Linked DNA regions of Mus musculus: regions 2, 3 and 4 are each linked to region 1. Evidence: chromatin contacts called from public HiChIP or PLAC-seq and promoter capture Hi-C data. All regions are on one chromosome and are shown on one strand. Each heading gives the region's core, a stretch centred on a gene start, on an enhancer-like site or on the middle of the called end of the contact. The rest is flanking DNA. Distances are from core to core; before and after follow the strand shown.

Region 1 (3,207 bases), core at 466-2,965:
TCCTTCCACAGGCCACCTTGACAGGAATGCACTGACACACATGCAGACAACAAACGTAATAACTACTGAAGGTTTTACTGAAAGAGGAGAGTGTAAAAATGGGAAAAGAAAATAGGCTTGAAGCAGCGAGAAGGAATTGAGAGCCAAGGGTTTGTGGAAGCTGAAGTACAGCTTAGGTTGCAGAGTGAGTTTAAGGTCCACCTGGGATGCAAGAAGTCTCCAAGAAAGAATGAGGAACACTCAATAGAAAAGTAGTGTATCTGTTTGGATACTAACTCAAATATTATGTAAAAGGAATTTTAAGTTAGTAAGGGAAATTTGGTTCCTATGAAAACCAAATTCACATTTGACAGACACACTAACTCAGAAATCCCAACTCAGAAAACAGAGAAGGGGTTAAAGTCCTAACAAGGCTGGCTCAGAATCAAGAAGCAGTGATGGACACAAAGACCTAAAAAGCTGATCTACCAGTATCTGTTCGCTTAGGATAAATGGCTTTCTTGTATCTTTTAACCCTGTATGAGACTTTGTATAATGTATTTTTTAAATTTCAGAATATGCAGTGAAAAAAATTAAGATGAACATTAAAAAAAAAAAAAAAAAAACTGCCTGAGGTATTTAATATAGCAAAAAGGAGATTTCTACCAACCTGTTTGCCAGTCTTTTGTCTGCATCAGAGAGTTTCTTCACTTTCACTTTTCTCGAAGGCTCTTGCAAAACTGGCTTTTTAGTTTGGGACACACTCTCTTCTTCATCATCATCATCATCATCAAGTTTTCTTTTTTTAGATGTTTCCTTTCAAAAGTTTGAAGTCATATTTAAAACCTCAAACTTTAAAAAAAAAAAAAATCCTGACCCTAAAGCTGTGTGTTGTGGCTTATATCTGTAATTCCAGTATTCAGGAATAGAGGCAGGAGGAACTGTGCCAGGCCAGCCAGAGCTACATAGCAAAGTCCCTCCGTCTCCAAGTCCCTGAGCAGTACTCCGATGTGCCTTTCTACATGGATACTTCTTCACGGGTTACGGAGAGAAGCAGAATATTCTTGCAGCACCAGCCATTCAGTGGAAAGGTGAGGCAGGAATATAGAATCTGGGTTACCGTGTATTCTAAGCGTGCGCAACTAGTGTGATCCTGTCTCAAAATAAAAAAGTCAAGTCGGACATGGTGGGAGCGACTCTGTAATCTCAGAACTCAAGGCTGGAGAAGGATCAGGAGTTTAGTTCATCCTCGGATACATAACTGAAATTTGAGGCTTACACGGTCTACAGGTGACCCTGCCAATCAAATAGGCTGAGGGTGAAGCGCTAGCCCTGCTCAAAGGACCAGACAGTCACTGCTGTCAGGAGAGTGACCCTCTACATCTCTCTCTACCGGGATACTCAGGGTGCAGCCCGGCGACTCACCTGGGGCACAGGCACAAATACAGGAGGAGCCGATGGCTCCGCGGTGCTGAAGAGAGCGGCCAGCCGCCCCGTCCCGCCTCCAGGAGGCCGCGGGCCGCCCCGCAAGCTGTCGGCGACCTGTCCCACCAGGTAGTCGCTGGCCGCACAGCTCACGCCGTCTCCAGAGCTCTGTCTGCAAACACAAGAGCACTCTTCAGCCACGCCGCGCCACTCACCGCCAACCCATCCACACCAACGCCCGCCGCCACTCACCTCCGCTCCGAGCCCTTCCTTCTCTTGCGTTCCTCCCCTCCCAGAGCCATGCTGAAAACTGAGCTTCCGGGATGGAAGTCCTAGGTCCGCGCTTCTGGGATCCGACTAGTCATGCGTTCCCTCTGGTTCCGGGTTCCGGCAGCCTCCGGGTTCCGACTACTTCCGTTCTAAGGCTGAGCTCTTCCGCTCAGGACCACACCCCCTCTCCCCATTCAGCCCGTGGCTGCGCAGGAGCCGCGCTATGCTTAATACTAATGGTTTTGCAGTCCGCAGGCGTCTCAGGGAAACCTAGGCTGAGGGAGTGCAGCAAGTCTCACGAGTAGCTGAGGCCTCGTGTTAGTACGAGGGTCAGCTAAAACCTGACATAGTGGCTTAGGTCTTTAATCCCAGAATTTGGGGCTCGAAGTAGCCGGATTACCTCGATTTCCAGGACCGGCTAAAACCACATGGCTCCAGCATAGCTACCTCGTCTCAAATAAAACAAGCCCCCCCGCCCCCCAGGCTTAGGGAAGGCTGTCGGCCACAGCTCATTAAGGAAGGAGGTTTCCAAGAGAAATGGGGCTACAGGGATGTGTCTTAGCAGTCGGGGAAGGGTACACCTTTCCCGAAGTTTGACGTTTCAAAGTCGGCAGAAAACAAGTATTTGGGATCACAGTTTAACTGGTCACATCCTTGTACTATTCCGTCTTCAAAGCCGCCCTGTCATTTATTTTTATATTTATTTATTATTATACATAAGTACATTGTAGCTGTCTTCAGACACACCAGAAGAGGGTGTCAGATCTCATTATGGATGGATGTGAGCCACCATGTGGTTCCTGGGATTTGAACTCAAGACCTTCTGAGGAAGAGCAGTCAGTGCTCTTATCCACTGAGCCATCTCACCAGCCCCCTCCCCACCTCCCGTCATTCTTTAAGTAAATTCATACTTAGATTTTTTTTTAATAGTGGCTTATATTTGTAATCCCTGTTCTCTAGGGCCTAGGTAGAGCTTGGCCATGATTTTGAGGCTATTCTGGGATATGCGGTCGTAGCCTCTTTTGCCTGCAGGAAGTCCAGCATGTTGGGATCTCCCCAGTTACCAAGATAGAGAGACACCCAAGTGAGCTTGCAGGCCAGATTTAAAGCACATTAGGGAATGCTGGGGTAGGTGACCTCTATGTTAATATGTTGGGTCTATCTCTAGGGATACTGACATTCCATTACTGGGATGTGGGGGCTGGAAACTTGCTGGGGAGGTCTGGGAACTGTTACTGAGGAACTCTGGAAACTGCTGCTGACCCATTGTGCTTGCTTCAGGCCAGGTGGCTGGGACATTCCATTACCTGGGCATGAAAGCTGGAGCCTGGGCTTTTTCCTGTTAGTAATTGACTTGTCTGGACTTGCCCAGTTTTTAGGCCTGGTCTCCTAAACTCCTATTTGAAGTCTGTCACGGAGTCAGCCTAGGCTTCTCATTCCTCCCTTTCAGTAATGGGCCAACTCTAACCCTTGAGAGGTTTCCGAGGCCCCTGCACTAGCAGCTCCAGCCAGCCCTATGTTAAGGAAGAGAAC
Region 2 (3,207 bases), core at 428-2,927, 1.5 Mb after region 1:
GAAAGATATGAATTGTGTATAGATCTCTGGTGTGTATGTGTGCATGTATGCATGTGTGATCTCTCTCTCTCTCTCTCTCTTTCTCTGATGTATCAGATATGTGTAGTGTGGTATTTGTGTGTACCTATGTGTGGTATGTCTGACTATGTGTCTGTGTGTATGGTGCATGCTTCATTATGTGGTGTGTGTGTCTATGCGTGTGTCTACATACCTATGTGTGGGGTATGTGTGATATCTATGTCTGTGTGTGTGAATTCATATGTTTGATTGTATGGTGTCTGTGTGTGTGCATGTGTATGCGCGCGTGCGTGTGTGTGTGTGTGTGTGTGTGTGTGTGTGTGTGTGTGTGTTGGAGTCTGAAGACACCCTTGTTCTCTAAGTAAAGTCTGCCAAAAGATAAAAGACAGAGGAGCAATATTAATTTCTGGTAGGCAACTGGGTAAGATTTTGCTATTCCTTTTGCCTCTTTCTCATGAACCCTGACAAAGAACCAAGTGGAACTGCTTACTAGTCAAGGACTAACTCACAATTAAATTTTTGTTTTTAAGTTGGTTCTACTGGTTTGTGGGTTAACACTAGAAGAGTGTCAAGGAATCAGATCCAGCTGCAACCGGAACTTGGTTTTCTCTTAACTATGGTCAGAAGGATTCATTCACGTGTCTAAGATTACCAGAGAATGTTGGATCTTTGTCTTGAACTTTAAAAAAAAATCCATAACTATCAGCTTATTCTTCCACCATATAATAATATTCAAAGTAAACTCTTCCAGTAGCCTTGTGTGCAGTTTAAAGTAATCAACAAGGTAGTCACAGATGGCCTCATATTTCCCATAACTGCACAAAATATTTAATTTCCAAAAAAAAAAAAAGCTGTTGGATTATATTTTTGCTGCCACCGAACTTGAAGACCAGCATGGGGTGCCTTGAGCCACACAGGGTGACTCTGGACCAGGGAATATGACAGTTTGTTTCTCAGTTTATTTATCCATAAAATTTTCCTTGTTTGATAGGTGGTTTGAAGGAGGTAACACATTTAAGTTTTACCCTTAAATTAAATACCCTAAACACAGAGGCTGCATTGCAGATTTTCTATTAAAAAGAACAATTTTAGTTATCAGCATTTTTCTAAATAAGACAATAATCGTGACAAAATAATATAGATAAAGAATTATGTTATTAACCATCAGAGGATTATGTTATTAACCTTAGGTGGTTGTGTTCTGATTAGCATCTATAAAAAGCCAGAGATCCTGAGTTTCAAGCAGACAATGGTCAGATGCTGTGAATCAGCCCACTCAGCCTAGAATAGCTGAGGTCTACATGCCTGGCTAGGTCAGAAAACATGTGTTTTATCTAAGGAAATGAGACAATTACTTAAAAATATTTTCTTTAGCTTTAGTATCAACTGATGAATTAAACAGCCTTGAGTCATCAGAGATGTTCTGAAGAAAACCTGCCATGTCTTCCCCTCACAAGCAGACTTTCCGGTTTTTAATCAGACCTCAGTTCTTTGTCCTTTATTTTCTCAGGCTGTTGTGCTGGCCTGCCAGGGGAGCATTAAAAGCTGATAAATGCTCCCTTGCCAATGCTCACTCACGGGGCCGTATTTTATTGAGCAAGGCAGATTTTCATTTTGGAAATGAGGTTTTCCACATTACATTACCAATGGCCGGTTGTGCGCAGTCATGGCAAGCAGCGGCAAGCATTTCATGGCTCAAAGGCTACGAGCTGTGTGATTTACTATACAATGCTGAGAAATGCTGCTTCGTCCTCCAGTGATCCTCAGTAAAATGTGGGCCTTTCCTTGCCTCTCTGTATCTGGGGAATGTGTTTCCTGTTATTGTGAAGACAATGCCTTTGGCCGTAAAGTGTTTATTCTTGTAGATACCTGAACAGAAAGAGCAAGGAAGGAGTCAGGGGACCCCTGCCTTCCAGGGTCCCCAGCAGTAGGACCAACGCTGCTCCCTATCTCACACCTACAAGGAAAAGCTGGTGATTTCTTTGTTTCTGCCTGATAGCTCTTTGTTCAAAAATAAGATATGGTGAGAGAATCTAGACTCTTTGAATTTTATATCAATGTTGGAAACAGTGTCTTATTGAGTCACTTATGTCCACTGAGCTGTGAAAACTGGCTCAGGAAGCAGCCACTAGAACTCCAAAGTCTGATGAACTTCTGAAGATAGTGTACATACCACTGGATACTTTCCAGATGTTGATGTGTGTCATACCCCCAGTGGGAAGTGCTCAACGAGCTGAGAAAACCATTTGATGTTCAATGGCACATGTGCCTACCCCCACTCCATATCCCTCCCCACCATCCCTCATCACAGAATTCCTCCAAATTCAGACCTGAAAACACATCCATCTTCCAGGCAAGAATATGACAGCTAGAAAGTAAAGATATACTCTAAAACTCCGAAAGTTAAGGATATTCTACAAACTCAGAAAGTAAGGACTCTCAAATAATCAGGAGACAGTGAGAGAAGAGAAGTTGCCTGGGTTTGGGAAGCATATTACCTGATCGTAGTACCTGTGAGCCTAAATATCTGTGGGGAAAGAGAGCAACATGCAGGAAAGGAACCCTCCAGAACACAGCGGGGGTGCACTGTGGAGAACTTCCCTGAACAGTGCTGGCTTCTCTACTATTCCTGCTGTTTGTCTTAAGTGTACCATTCTTGTGGCCTGGAATAGAAGGTGGGTGAAAGCAAAGCAAAGTCCGGACATGGACGAGGATGGATCTGGAGATTCTACATTATCTCCACAGCTGCTGACCACTGCCTTCCAATTAGTGTCCTTCAGAGTCCACGCATTTAAGACCAACAGTGTCTGCTAGTGTGAGAAGCATAGCTGGCTACTTGGTGCTGACTGTTTCATCTTTACAGATCTTCATGGTCAATTCTGCTCTTCCTGTGTGCCCCACTCCCTTCCTCTTCCTGTCTACTTGCAGAATCCTACTATAGAATCTTTGCTACACACTTGGACATCACAGTCAGCTGTGAAATGTCTCCCCTCCCCCACCCTTCCCAATGTTTAACGTTGCATCTTTTCTTTCCTGTTTCATACTGTGTATGTCAGCCCTTCCTAAGGTCACACATTTGAAGTTGCCACAGATTTGCTATCTGTCCAAATCTACTGAACACACCTCTCTAGAGTCAATGATTATTACATTAAGTCCAATACCGGAGGGCTCAAAAGTAGCAGGACATAA
Region 3 (3,207 bases), core at 490-2,989, 1.4 Mb after region 1:
AGTTCCAAAGGGTCGGAGAACCAAAGAGGAAGCTAGGGGCGACTAACCGGGGGCGCTCCGGGGCTGGCTCTCTGCACGCAGGGTTGGCGCTGCGGTGGGGCAGGGAGGGAGAGGCTGCGTTGGAGGCGGGGCTGGTAACCAGGGCCGGAAAGAAGGCTGGACTCTGGAGCCAGTGGGTCCTGCGCGGGAGCCCAGGAGGGAGATCCGCACAACGGACAAGCCTCAATTCAGCGCCCAGCCCAGACATCCAACGCAGAGTCCTGGCCTAGGGCACCAGTGTCCTGAGCGATCTTTCTCCCTGAATGACCCTAGTTTTTCAGCCAAAACCTTTGACCAGAGTCTCCTTGCCAGCATTCCCAAATCTTTGCAACCCCTTGTACCAGGTAGGAGTCAGTCTCTGTGGTGGCAGTATGTCTATAAATGCCACTTCCCAGAAGGCGTATGACCTTTTCACCTTACCCACCAGCTCCTTCGGAGGTCATTGAGCCCGGTATATGTACTTGATCAGAAGCCTCAACCAGTTTATGTCCCTGGGTGTCCTTGCTATTCATAAACCAAAGCCACCTGCTGCAGTTCTCGGAAAGCCCTCGAGGATGGAACCGGACTACATGGGGGAGGGGAGGCACTGGGCAGACACCAGGGACGCACCTCGTAAGTGGGTGGCGTATGAGGCTGGAGGATCAGTAGACACAATTGCCTGTAATCTAAACCTGGCACTAGGAGACCCTTGCAAAGATCATCCTGTCACCCTCACAAGGGGTCGTTGCCAGTCTTATCCTTCCCTCGGTGTGCACAGAAATGGGTCCCTCGACCCCTGATTCAGATTCTTGGAGTTCTACGTGGCTGGTCTGCGACTGTTGGCGGCTGCCCCCTAGCTGAAAGGCGCGCCACCATCCATCCTCCGAGCTCATGTAACCCCAAAGAAGAGGGGACCAAATCTCGGGGAACAATGCAGCCTGAAGCGTCAGGGGTGGGGATGGGGGTATCAGGTACCCATCCTCGCCTTTATGCACGGCGAGGAGACCTTGTTCCGCTGCAGCCAGGGTCCGTGCTCTAAGAAAGTCTGCCTATGCTTTACGTGGCAGACTGGGTCACAGTTCTCTAAGATCAACAGCGTGTCTCGCAGAACAACCAAGGCGTTCTTCTTTTAGTCTAAGTCCTACTCGGAGCGTCCTGGAGCGCCCGACTGCTTCCTGCCCCAAACCTCAGGCTGACACCCAGGAAGTGAAAGCGGGGACTGACAGCGCGATCCACGCCTCCGGGGGCGCCGGTACCTAGGGATTAGGAGTTCCGTGAAGTAGCAGCTAACCCCGGTCTCTCGGAACTCCTTGACTCCAGGATCCTCGCCTACACGAGCAGCCTAGTTCAGTTCTGGGGTGCAGAGATCTCGTCAAGGTAGACTAGCCTGCCACTGGGGCTGGTACCACTTGTACTGCCCCTTCTGACACACATACGTGACCTTGCGCTCTGGGCGCAGACAACCTGCTCCCTAGTGACCTTCTTCCCGCGGAGAGCACAGCAGGGTACCCGGAGGTGGGGTGGAGGGGGGAGCCCAGAGGACCAACCGGGAAAGCACGCGGAGAGAAACTTGTGTCTCTGAATCTCCAGCCAGGCAATCACTGGCAGAGCTGTGCGGGGAGGGGGCGGGAGGAAGGGAGGGAAGGGCTCTGGGAGGGAGGGGGAGGTCGGAGAGAGAGGCGGGTGCCAGTGGAGAAAGTCCTTGCTCTCCCGCTCATCTTTTCATTGCTCTCTCTCCTTCCCGCAGACAACCCGGACCTCCTCTGGGCGCCAGCTCCTCGGCTCCAACCCGTCCAGAATCAAGCGGGATTTTTTTTTTCTTTCCCTCTAGAAATTGGCTTTGGTGTGTCGCCCGCCCTCTCCCCTCCTCCTCGCAACTCCTCCCCTCTTTTTTTTCCTCCTTCTTCTTCTTCCTGAGACATGGCCCGGGCAGTGGCTCCTGGAAGAGGAACAAGTGTGGGAAAAGGGAGAGGAAATCGGAGCTAAATGACAGGATGCAGGCGACTTGAGACACAAAAAGAAAAGCGCTTCTCGCGAATTCAGGCATTGCCTCGCCGCTAGCCTTCCCCGCCAAGACCCGCTGAGGATTTTCTGGTTCTTAGGCGGACTTAAGAGCGTTTCGGATTGTTAAGATTATCGTTTGCTGGTTTTTCGTCCGCGCAATCGTGTTCTCCTGCGGCTGCCTGGGGACTGGCTTGGCGAAGGAGGATGGAGAGGGGGCTGCCGTTGCTGTGCGCCACGCTCGCCCTTGCCCTCGCCCTGGCGGGCGCTTTCCGCAGCGGTAAGTGACAGCCGGAGACGGGAGCAACCAGAGTGCCCGGGGCTGCCGAGTCCCCTCGGGCGAAGGGGTTCCAGCCCCAGCCACGGGACTTCCAGCCCCAGCCACGGGACGCGCGCACGGCTGCCGGGCGCAGGAAACTTGCCTGCGCAAGGAACGGAGAAGTCAGGGCGTCTGGGGCAGGAGGACCACAAACCCTCGGCCCCCTGCTCCAGTTGGTTGCTGGCTTCTCCTGCCTCTGTTTCGAGACAGAGCTGCCTACCTTCCCAGATCAGCACACCAATTATCTTAATAATGTTTCCTCCCAGAGGCAATTAAATGAGACTCCCTTTCAAAAATCTGATGGCTGCTGAGAGTTAATGAACACTTCACCGGGAGGACTTCCTGGTTCTCCTCAAAACACCCCTGCTCGGTTTCCTCTGGTGGGCGACACAGAGAGATAGCGGTCAGTCTTGGCGCTGGAACTCTCCGCTGCCTTTGTAAACCGTCTGTGATCAGTCTGAAGTATGAATGAAAGTCGCACTGTCAATAAAGGCTTTGGATCTATTCAGTGTGAGGTACCAGCGTGTCTGAGAATTCGTAACCCTGTTGCAGCTTCCAGTTGGCTTTTAAAACCACTCACTGTTAAGTAAATGAAAGGCAGTCCTGGGTATAAACAGTGCCTTGGAACATAAAGAGTGTGTTTAAAATGGGATCTGGTACAAATGTGTTCCACGTCCCCTGGAAAGGTGCTGAAGGCTAGGCAAGGGCTGATCGGAACAGTAGATCTTCATCATTATTATTAACTAATAGCTAAATGTTTACTTTGTCTGGCTCAGATTTCAATCAAAGTAATTAGGAGAAAAGTGCATCTACCACTTATTGTAGTATATTGTTTTAATAAGAGCTGAGCGGAGGGCTCTACCAGGAAG
Region 4 (3,207 bases), core at 358-2,857, 1.1 Mb before region 1:
AAAAGCCAGAAAATATGTTAATGAAAGGGGTGCTGGCAGACATCTGCTTGCTCTATCAGGGAGTGCCAGGCTTGGCTGATGGCGCACACTCATAATCCCAGCCTTCAGGAGGCTGAGAGCTCACTGTTCTGAGTTCCCGGCAAACCTGTGTTCTAAAGTATGTACAAGGTCAGCATAGGCAGCCGGACAAAACTCTGCCTCAAAATAAAAAGTATTAATATTGGTGTGAATTATTATTCAACAAACACCCTCCAGGCTCTTCTCAGCTACCACGCGAGGTTACCGTTTTACAGATGAGCAAATTTAGACACTGCGAACAAACAAAACGGCAAAGAGCCGAAGCAAAACAAAACCTCCTTATGTGCTCTCGTGTTAGGAGCATCCTACACCGGCCAGGACGCTCAGGCTTAGCACACGTTGTGTTCTGGTGTCGTGAACCAATTTTGCAACTGTATTCTCTACTTTTTAAAGCTTCATCAGTTGTGTCACCCTGGCAACCTGTAGCTCATAGGTGCCTCCAAGGTAGTCTACATCGGAGTCTGAGGGTACACAGGGTTAGACGGGACCTGGGGATTCCTGACATCGGAGCACTGTAGGCACAGGAACGCGCCAGCTTTCGGGGTTATGAGACTGTGGTTCCCTATGTCTGTAACCTGGAGACTTTCCATGCCTGCAGTCCGGTGAGATCAAGCACACTAGACCTCTGTCTGGAACCGCGCTCCAGGATCCGAACGTCTATCTGTTGCTGGGATGGTCTGTCACTTTACATCTAGAGCTCCAGGGTCCTCTTCTCTCCATCTCCTCTCTCTTTTCACTGAGGAGTCCAACCATCTTCGAGCACCATGATCTCTCTCTTTAACTTTCTGGAAAACTTTAAGTGGCCCCAGGCTTACTCCGCCATCGAGGCCAAGAGGGCGCCTGAGGTGTAGTGGAGACGCCAGAGGGCGGGCTCAGAATAGGTCACGCGTGGAGGTGAAAAGGCTGACAGTCTGGGGGCGGGGTCAGAATGGACCTAGAAAGCGGAGGCGGTCCCCGAAGGGCGGTCGAGGGGACCCGGCTGTTTAGAGGATCGTCAGTAAGGGACCTTGAGTAATGGATTTGGAACGGGTGGGACAGATCCAGGAGATCAAAAGAAGGTGGTCCTTATGAACTCAGAGCAGAGAGTGGGCCTAAGAAGACTGCCCCAGCGCGAAGTAAATGGACCTAGAGGTGTGGATCCAGGAGCACCAATGAACTTAGAGAATGAACTTGGGAAAGGGCGGGCACCAGGGGTGGAACCAGGAAGACTTGGAGGGAGGACGAATCTCGGCAAAGCAAAATTACAGGGGCAGAAACGCCAACCTGGCGGAATGGGTTTGCTGGGGGCGTGTCGGGCACAGGAGACTCAGGTTCAGGTTAGACTCAGAGAGAGTTCTAGGGGTTAAAGAACCTGGAGGGCGGGACTGGCACTAGGGAGGGACTAATGGAGGGTGGAACCCAGGGGTAACGAACCCGGCGGGGCCAGAGCTAGTGCCAAGGGGAAAGGACCTGGAGGGTGGAGTGGCCAAGGAGGAGGGGCTGAGGGTGGGGGCGACTTCTGGGGAGCGCGCGTAAGTCTAAGCAGGTCCAGCACCGCCACCGGTTGTCCGCGCTAGCGGCTGCGGGGAAGAACTAGCCAAACTGGAGGCAGAGCAGAGGTCAGAGCCCCCGGGCAGTGGTCGTAACCTCTGTAGTCCTGCTCCAGCCCTGCACCCTTCCCTGTTAGCTCGGACCGATGATACGCGTCGCTGGAGACCCGGAAAGCTGAGGTTGTGGCTGTCGCACTTGGTCCACTAGCGACCTCTCAATCGCCCCTATGGCTCTACCTGTAGCCGAGGGCACGGCTGACACGCCGCTGTCCCCGGCCCGGGACGACTCGGGGAGTACCTCCTCCGGGATGTGGGCCGCGCTTTATGATTACGAAGCGCGCGGTGAGGACGAGCTGAGCCTGAGGCGCGGTCAGCTGGTCGAGGTACTGTCGCAGGACGCCGCGGTGTCAGGAGACGAGGGCTGGTGGGCCGGCCAAGTGCAGCGGCGCCTGGGCATCTTTCCGGCCAGCTACGTGGCGCCCTGTGGCCCGGTGCCGCCGCCGGCGCCGCCCCCGCCGAGACCCTGCTCGCCTGTGCACGTAGACTTCGAGCGCCTGGAGCTCAAGGAGCTGATCGGCGCCGGCGGCTTCGGTCAGGTGTACCGCGCCACCTGGCAGGGCCAGGAGGTGGCGGTGAAGGCGGCGCGCCGGGACCCGGAGCAGGACGCGGCGGCGGCGGCCGAGAGCGTACGGCGCGAGGCGCGGCTCTTCGCTATGCTGCGGCACCCCAACATCATCCAGCTGCGGGGTGTGTGCCTGCGGCAGCCGCACCTCTGCCTGGTGCTGGAGTTCGCGCGTGGCGGCGCGCTCAACCGCGCGCTGGCGGCGGCAGCATCGGATCCGCGAGCGCCCGGCCCCCGCCGCGCGCGCCGCATCCCCCCACAGGTTCTGGTCAACTGGGCGGTGCAGATCGCCCGCGGCATGCTGTACCTGCACGAGGAGGCGGTGGTGCCCATCCTGCACCGTGACCTCAAGTCCAGCAACAGTAAGTGAGGCTAGCCCCAAGGGAATTAGGTTCCAGGAGCCAAGAGAGGGGTCTGGCTCTGACACAGAGTGGGAAGACAGGCTCTGGTTAACTTGCTTTAGGGAAGTTCGTACTTACCCTGGCGTTATTACCTGTGAGCACCCCTTTAAAAGACAGGGTCAGGAGCTTGTAGATAAATTTTTTTTTACTCTCCGGACCTATCGGACACTACACATATAATCTGTGTAGGTCTCCCAATACGCTTGCACGGGACTTTACCAGCCCTGGCCTTAAACAGAGCATGTTTAGCCTGGTGGCCACATTACCTGCACTCCGTCAGTCATTTCCTTCCACTTTACAAGTGTCTTATTAAAGTTTCTAATTCTTTTCTCCTGGTACGCTCTGCAAAAGCTGGGCTTCACGCATTCCAAGCAGGCATTCTGCCGCTGAGCTCTACCCCACCACCCACCCCAAACCATGTTCACTGTGAACATGGCTTCTTGCCCTTGGTCTTTCCTTACGGGTCAGAAGTCTCTGTCTCTGAAACATGACTGTACTGTTAGGAGAAATCTTTTCTGCACATTGGAAAGCACCCATTTGGGCCGAGAACAAGTGCACGGATCCTGTACGGTACTGG

The links. Promoter capture Hi-C pulls out the DNA fragments that hold promoters and counts their contacts. HiChIP or PLAC-seq counts read pairs in DNA pulled down with a chosen protein or histone mark.
Region 2: an H3K4me3 HiChIP or PLAC-seq map of bone marrow-derived macrophages shows a contact between it and region 1, with 4 times the contacts expected there. The contact joins the enhancer-like site here to the promoter of Rbm34 in region 1. A contact is called at or near these places in 6 of 39 promoter capture datasets (the 3T3-L1 cell line, cranial neural crest, embryonic stem cells and 2 more) and 4 of 115 datasets of contacts at active chromatin or transcription factors (astrocytes, bone marrow-derived macrophages, extraembryonic endoderm stem cells and 1 more).
Region 3: a promoter capture Hi-C map of second pharyngeal arch cranial neural crest shows a contact between it and region 1, with 10 times the contacts expected there. The contact joins the promoter of Nrp1 here to the promoter of Rbm34 in region 1. A contact is called at or near these places in 8 of 39 promoter capture datasets (the 3T3-L1 cell line, cranial neural crest, embryonic stem cells and 3 more), 3 of 15 datasets of contacts at CTCF or cohesin (the NIH/3T3 cell line, embryonic stem cells and stem cell-derived epiblast-like cells), 18 of 484 Hi-C or Micro-C datasets (the AML12 cell line, the G1E-ER4 cell line, the N1E-115 cell line and 12 more), 11 of 115 datasets of contacts at active chromatin or transcription factors (the NIH/3T3 cell line, astrocytes, embryonic forebrain and 6 more) and 3 of 9 other capture datasets (adipose tissue, embryonic stem cells and liver).
Region 4: a promoter capture Hi-C map of hippocampal neurons shows a contact between it and region 1, with 4 times the contacts expected there. The contact joins the promoter of Map3k21 here to the promoter of Rbm34 in region 1. A contact is called at or near these places in 1 of 39 promoter capture datasets (hippocampal neurons) and 1 of 115 datasets of contacts at active chromatin or transcription factors (forebrain).

The regions. Positions count from the first base shown.
Region 1 is chr8:126,969,334-126,972,540 of GRCm38.p6, forward strand. Rbm34 (RNA binding motif protein 34) reads right to left here and starts at 1,716. Exons shown (of 11, transcript NM_172762.3): 1 at 1,657-1,716; 2 at 1,405-1,576; 3 at 650-795. The coding sequence starts at 1,706.
Region 2 is chr8:128,449,129-128,452,335 of GRCm38.p6, forward strand. All of the region lies in intron 6 of Nrp1 (neuropilin 1), which reads left to right. Among named protein-coding and RNA genes, the nearest start is that of Gm32643, 42 kb to the right of the region's middle. Within about 2 kb of position 1,678, at least 40 of the 459 cell types and tissues checked have an H3K27ac peak or open chromatin away from gene starts, as enhancers often do. A contact at or near this core is called in bone marrow-derived macrophages and extraembryonic endoderm stem cells, where this site is marked.
Region 3 is chr8:128,357,334-128,360,540 of GRCm38.p6, forward strand. Nrp1 (neuropilin 1) reads left to right here and starts at 1,740. Exons shown (of 17, transcript NM_008737.2): 1 at 1,740-2,299. The coding sequence starts at 2,227. A930035F09Rik (a long non-coding RNA gene) reads right to left here and starts at 904. Exons shown (of 3, transcript XR_879381.3): 1 at 48-904. Mir1903 (microRNA 1903) reads left to right here and starts at 1,908; the gene lies at 1,908-1,987.
Region 4 is chr8:125,908,843-125,912,049 of GRCm38.p6, forward strand. Map3k21 (mitogen-activated protein kinase kinase kinase 21) reads left to right here and starts at 1,608. Exons shown (of 10, transcript NM_145608.2): 1 at 1,608-2,591. The coding sequence starts at 1,835.